Linked DNA regions of Xenopus laevis: region 2 is linked to region 1. A link is a contact called in public Hi-C data. All regions are on one chromosome and are shown on one strand. Each heading gives the region's core, a stretch centred on a gene start, on an enhancer-like site or on the middle of the called end of the contact. The rest is flanking DNA. Distances are from core to core; before and after follow the strand shown.

Region 1 (3,402 bases), core at 49-2,548:
TGGCAGCAAATTGCAATGTGATGATGTTACGCGCCAGTATTCTGACGTCACAATGTGAACCGAACTCACCACCATCTATTATATATCATTTAGACATAATGCAATGTGAAAATTAAGAGAACCTTGAGACATTCATCTATACAAAGGTAACTGATGGGAATACATTATTGCATTAAAGTCATCCCCCAGAATATTTGCTCAATGTGCTTTATGGGCATCCACAAAAGAGGGAAAGTGCCTTATACAGTATATGATGGTCAAGAGGATATCCAAGTAAATGAACTGAGGATACAATGGAGTGGCCTATGACTGTAGATTGTGAGTGTATCCTTGCAGGCAAAAAATCAAACTGCAGAAGAAATATGACCCCAAAGGGACTTTGCTGTAGATAATAATAGTCATTGGTTTTACCTGACACCTGTCTCTGATTGCCTTGGGGGGAGGGTAAATAAAAGGCAAGTCAACCCCAAAATAAAAGTTTGCCTCAATAAAGAAAACATAATTCTAAGAAACTTTTCAATATATATTTATTACAAATGTTCAGTGCTTTTAAAGCTATGTGTTATTTGTTGCAAATGTCTTCATTCCCCAGCAAAGACAGGTCTGTTAATCAGCTGCCTTGCCTTACATTGTTTCAACAATCTGAGCCACCAGGACAGAGAATAGAAAGGGACAAACACTGCTTTCAATCAGCGCCGTTCCTGTGTATATTGCCGCCTGAGGTAGTTCCAGTAATGCCCCCCCCAGCCAGAATACATTTCCGGGGGGAAGCAGCAACGCTAGTGCGGAGAGTGCAATTGCGCTCTCTCGCTGTAGTAAAGCCGAATTTCCGGTTTAAAAAATGGAAATTCGGCTCTTAAAGGCACCAGCTGGCTCTTAAAGGAAACCTAGCTGGCGATGCCCTGCTTTAAATAGCAACACATATACAAATAACTTTAAAAACCATAGAAAATTTGTAGTGAATGTATATTGCAAAGTTGCTTAGAATTATGTTTTCTTTCATTAGGGTTGATATTCCCTTTAAGCTGTATGACAATTGTACTATCCCTGTTAAGGTGAGTGCAGATGCGTATATACATATATTGTGTGTATATATTGTTTTTGACTCCATACAGCTACAGAGAAATCCATTTCTCTACATTTCTTCTAACTAGCGGTTAGTGCTTTTCCATTAGTATAAATCTTTAATTTCCCTAAAATGACATGTTTAAAAAAGCCGACGCAGAGCTGTTTCCATCCCTCTGCTGATTGTTCCTGTTAATGGCTCTAAGCCGTACAGTGATGTAAACATTAGTCAAACAGCTTTGATACACAGCTGAGTCCTACAAACCAGCAGGAATAGATTACTGATCAAAGGCAGGGGTCATATAACTCTACTAGCCGTAAAAATGGAAAGAAAGCAAATCCCACTGTCACCGTTGGCTAATAACCCCTCATTACAGTTGATGGATTACACAAGAGGTGTTATAATATCTTCGGAATCGTGAGTACAACAAAATATTTGTTTCAGAGCAAACATGGCTAATAGCCTGTGTGTTTTGTCCAAACATTACTGCTTATGTTACCCCTATATTCTTAGATCCAGATGTAAATTGCCTTTCACACCTTTATAAATAGGGCTCAGTAACATTTCATGAAGTTAAGAATATATATATATATATATATATATATATATATATATATATATATATATATATATATTTCAGACACTTTTCTACTTAAATATTCTGTCTAGATCGACATGTAGACATTTAGGAGCATGTTCATTAATGGAGATAATGTTCTGCCAAAAAGTTCTACAAAACTGTCACTGACCTACTTGAATTCTGCCTGCCCTGACTTGGGCCAAGGGTTGCTGTCTTTTTAAAGGGGAACTATCGTACAAATTAACATTTTATATCAGCTTCAGCATACTGAAATAAGATCAATTAAAATCAATTAAAAATTCTGTAACGTTTCTGAAATAATCAAGTTTATCTTCACTATTCCGCTCTCAGCATCTGTTTCTCCTCAGTCTGTCTTCATGCAGCAGTTGGGTGTCAGATGAATGATCCAATATATCTTTTAGGGGGGCTCCTTTTGCCTAGAAGATATATAAGAGCTCACTTTATTAAAATAACCAGAAATCCTGTCTCTCTACATGCAGAATTTGTGCAAAAGGCAGTTACTTTGTTTTATTTTCTTTCTTCTGGAATCAGTTATTTAAGTGAGCTCTAATACATCTGCTAGGAAAGGGAGCCCCCTATAAGATATATTGAATCATTCATCTGACACCCAACTGCTGCATGAAAACAGAATGAAGAAAAACAGATGCTGAGAGAGAGATAGTGAATATAAACTTGCTTATTACTGGAACAATGTAGAATTTTGAATTGATTGTATTTAGAAAGTTACTTACTTCAGTATGAGGACACTTATATAAAAAATAAATTGCAACAGTTCCCCTTTAAACATATAAAAGGGGTGGTCCATGATGTAAAGGAGGTGAAGTGCCAACAAAAGGGGCAACACTAAGATGCAATGGACAAGTCAAGGAAATATAATACCAGTGGCGTAACTACCGGGGGTGCAGGGGGGAGCAGGGGGTGCGATTGGGCCAGGACCCGCACCTCCACAGGGCCCCCCCGGCAGCACGCGTGTCACTAATTCCGCCGGTTCCGGGTGTACGGATGGGGGTGGGGGGGCCCGGCTGCGCGTCCCGCACCAGGGCCCGCCCCCCTCTAGTTACATTTCTGTATAATACAGATAATGGGATAGTACAATTGGAGCAGATTGGGTGCTTAAAAGGGTGGTTAAACTTTAAGTTAACTTTTAGTATGTTATAGAATGGCTAAAGTCTAAAGTCTAACCAACTTTTCAATTGTCCTTCATTTTTTTTCTTTTTTAGAATTAAATTTTTAACTGATTTGCCATACTTCTTCTGACTCCTTTCAGCTTTCAAATGGGGGTCACTGACTCCATCTACAAAATAAAAACTATGTAAGGCTACAAATGTATTCTTATTGCAACTTACTCATCTTTCTATTCAGGCCTCTCCTATTTATATTCCAGTCTCTTATTCTAATTGGTGCATGGTTGCACACTAGCAACCAGATTGCTGAAATTGCAAACTGAAGAGCTGCTGAATAAAAAGCTAAAGAACTAAAAAAAACACATAAAACAAGAAATCCAATTGAAAATTGCCTCTCTCTACATCAGGGGTCCCCAACCTTTTTAACCCGTGAGCCACATTCAAATGTAAAAAGAGTTGGGGAGCAACAAAAGCATGAAAAAAGTCCCTTGGGGTGCCAAACAAGGGCTGTGATTGTCTATTTGGTAGCCCCTATGTGGACTGGAACAAGAAGCTCTACTTGGGACTGTAATAAGTTTTTATGCAATTAAAACTTCATTTCAAGCTTCAAA
Region 2 (3,613 bases), core at 720-3,219, 540 kb after region 1:
GGCAGGAGACGAGCCGACCAATATGGGCAGAAGGCTAAGGGCTTCCACACACATGCAGATCTTTGCCGTGTTTTCGGGGTGCTTTTTAAAAAAAGCTGACTGCCGCGTAAATATGATGTACGCTAAATGTGCCATTACCTAAGCTTAAACCGCTAAGCGTATCTACGCAGCGGTTGGCTCTTTTAAAAACCGCAGGGCGAACCACGCTGAAAACGCGATTAAGATCCTCATGTGTGTTCAAGCCCTTAGATATCGGTCGGCTCGTCGATCGGGCTGGTTGTAAAATTTTGATGGCACCCGAACATCGTGAAGGGGAGGATAACGTGGATGGGAAGAGAGACACTGATATGGGCATATTCAAGCTGTGCACATGTACATATACGCGCAGGCACAAGCAGACAGGACATGAAAGGGAGGAGAGGTGGAAGGGGAGGAGGACACGGACAGAGAGGGGGAGGTATACGGGGGGCAGAATGGAGAGGGCCTAGGGGCGCCCCGTTTGTAAATCCGGGCCTGCAACCTCTATTCTCCTAGTTTATTTTCTTTACATACTATAATGCTATTATCTGTTAATCCTAGGGATGCACCGAATCCACTATTTTGGATTCGGCCGAACCCCCTTCACGAAGGATTTGGCCGAATACCGAACCAAATCCTAATTTGGATATCCAAATTAGAGGTGGGAAGGGGAAAACATTTTTTACTTCCTTGTTTTGTGACAAAGTCACACGATTTCCCTCCCGCCCCTAATTTGAATATGTAAATTAGGACTCCGATTCGGCCAAACCGAATCCTGGATTTGGTGCATCTCTAGTTAATCCATCTATTAAGCCACTTAGTTCTCCTAGAATAGGGAATGGCCATGAAATAGGCCAAATGTTTAGCAGAATGAGGGCCACTGACACCTGGACTTTTCCTGGTATCCCGGTGGGCCAGTCCGACACTGGAAACGTCAGTGGCATTTGCCCGGGGGTAACACTTGGGCTTGGGGGTCTATGTAGGGTAAGGGGGTTCTTTAACGTTTGGGTTGAATTCTCCTTTAAGGGGTACCTACCTAGGGCGCAACCATTGTGTGTAAAGGGGTAATACAACTTCAGAAATATTTTTATGACTCATATCTAATGAACTAACAGTTCTGTTCTCTTCCCTTCCGTGGTGTTTATGTAAGTGTGTGTGTGGGGGGGGAATAGGGACGTGTAGGGTGGGTGCCAAAAGGGCCCCGTGTAATTCCGTTCAATGTCTCTCTCTACCCTGTCCTACGAATACCATAAGCCGAAGCAGTGAGCAGTAGGGTGACATGAGCACGATGCTCGCTGGATATTGAAGCGTAAAGTGCTGCTGTCCTACAGTGACACAAGTACCGACGCCCATGTGATCCCTGTCAGCGCTTGTACAACGCTCAGCACAGCGGCTTTTCTTTGTGCAGCGCAGGCAACGCCCCCTAGCGGCCACAGCTCCTATACGCACGCACGCACGCACGCAGCGACCCTTCTGTACAGCGTGTACGTTACTGAGGAAAGAACTTGCGTGTATTGTATCTGTATATATGTATATATGTGTAATGCGGCGGGTATCTGCGCAACAGAGGCTAAACATAGGAATCTGAGGGTGCGACCAACTGAGCAGAAATCACACAGGGAGCTCTCTTAGTGTTTTCGCCTCCCGCTGCGTGTGACAGTCCGTGCATGAATGCTGGGACTTATAGTAGCTCAATAGCCGCAATTCAACGTTGAAGCTACGAATGAATAAAAAAAAAACTCGTACCCGCACCCCTACTGCTGCCGTATGTCAGCCCTCATCATGTGATCCGTCCCTGCCATGAACTGGTTAAATTGGCTCGCTCGACCACGCCCCCTTTTCTCCGCCCCCGGCGTGCGATTGGTTGGCCGCGCCAAAGCCTTTGAAGCTGGTGTTATCGCGGACTGGGCGAGGGTGTAGCGGGCAGAGCTTTGCAGGCAGCTGGAGGGAAGGGAGCATAAGGGGAATCTCCGCGCCCTGGTCGATCCCTCCTCCAAATGAACTGTTCTCCCCCTGGATCTTGCACAGACACAGAGCGACAGAGAAGCGGCACCCCGGCGACCCCCTGCGCCACTCTCGCACCCACTCACCCCCTGCGCCAGGCAAACCGACTGCCCATCCGGCTGATCAAAATGCTGACGGCGCACACAGGACACTTGCTGCACCCGGAGTACCTGCAGCCCCTCTCCTCCACCCCCATCAGCCCCATAGAGGTAAGAGCAGCTCTTTATTGCCCCCGTCACATTGCGCTGGGGCATCTCGCGTGGGTGTGCAGGGGATTCATTCTCGCGTGGATGTGGATGTAAACCGGAGAGACGTGTCCCTAGAAAAGTGTCTGATCCCTGACACTGAGCTTGGAGACAAGGGAGGGGGTCGGAGACGCCTTGGGAAACCAGAGCGATTCTTCTGCTCCCTATTCCCCTTCTTTCATCTCACAAACTTGTACAGTATTTATTAATCATTCCCACCCTGTTTATTATCTCTGATATCATTTGCTGGCTCTCACCTCTATCCCTACTTTTATTTATTTTTCCAATCACAAGGTTCTATAGGAGCTCCTTTAAAGGCTCAGTTCTTTTTGTTTTTTTTGTACTGGAAATGAAAGTCTTGTTGGAGGTGTAGGTACTGCCATACTGTTTGCCCCCTTGGAAATACGAGGCGTTTTATCGAATGCTTTACATGTTGTGTCCACAGTTACAGTTGTCCCTTGAACTAGGTTTTCGGTTCATCGGCTGTTGTGGATCTGCACCTTTCAGCAGCCCCAGTAGCAGCAGGGAGTTGTAGTTTAGCAAGAGCCAGAGGGCCACAGTTTGGCAATTTTCGGTGCACCCATCCCCTGTTGTTTTTTTCCATGATATTTTATTGTTGACTATCATACAACCCCAGTAGCAGCAGTGAGTTATAGTTTAGCAAGAGCCAGAGGGCCACAGTTCATCTATCCTCGTTGGACCCATTTCCTTTCTCTCCAGTCCTGTCGTCGTTTTCCGCAAGATTTATTGTTGGCTCTTATACAACCCCAGTAGCAATAGTGAGTTGTAGTTTAGCAAGAGCCAGAGGGCCGCAATTTGACTTTTCTTAATGCACCCATTCCCTTTCTTTCCAGTCCTGTCGTTGTTTTCCGTGAGATTTATTGTTGGCTCTTGTACAACCCCAGTAGCAGCAGTGAGTTGTAGTCAAGCAAGAACCAGAGGGCCACAGTTCATCTATCCTCGGTGCACCCATTCCCTATCTCTCCGGTCCTGTCTTTTTTTCCATGACATTTATTGTTGGCTCTCCTACATCCCCAGTAGCCGCAGTGAGTTGTAGTTAAGCAAGAGCCTGAGGGCCACAGTTAGACTATCCTCGGTGCACCCATTCCCTATCTCTCCGGTCCTGACGTCTTTTCCCGTGAGATTTACTGTTGCCTCTCATACCGTCTGATGTTACAGGGTTGTAACGGAGAAAAAAGATCAATATCTCTGCTTGTTTTAAAGGATCACTCTGAAGTTTTATAGTGCGGATTTTATAGGCAGATAAAAGCCTGAGACTTTTTTTTTTTCTTAAGGAGCCTCCGCTCCCCGGCTTGTGCGATTTTATTTATTATTTTAATCGAATG

What was found. A called contact is a pair of places that touch in the nucleus more often than the background predicts.
Region 2: a Hi-C map of the XTC cell line shows a contact between it and region 1, with 5 times the contacts expected there. The contact joins the promoter of znf703.S here to the enhancer-like site in region 1. A contact is called at or near these places in 2 of 4 Hi-C or Micro-C datasets (the XL177 cell line and the XTC cell line).

The regions. Positions count from the first base shown.
Region 1 is chr3S:34,229,128-34,232,529 of Xenopus_laevis_v10.1, forward strand. No RefSeq gene overlaps it. Among protein-coding and RNA genes, the nearest start is that of znf703.S, 540 kb to the right of the region's middle. Within about 2 kb of position 1,299, at least 1 of the 7 cell types and tissues checked has an H3K27ac peak or open chromatin away from gene starts, as enhancers often do.
Region 2 is chr3S:34,766,420-34,770,032 of Xenopus_laevis_v10.1, forward strand. znf703.S (zinc finger protein 703 S homeolog) reads left to right here and starts at 1,970. Exons shown (of 2, transcript NM_001090979.1): 1 at 1,970-2,231. The coding sequence starts at 2,016.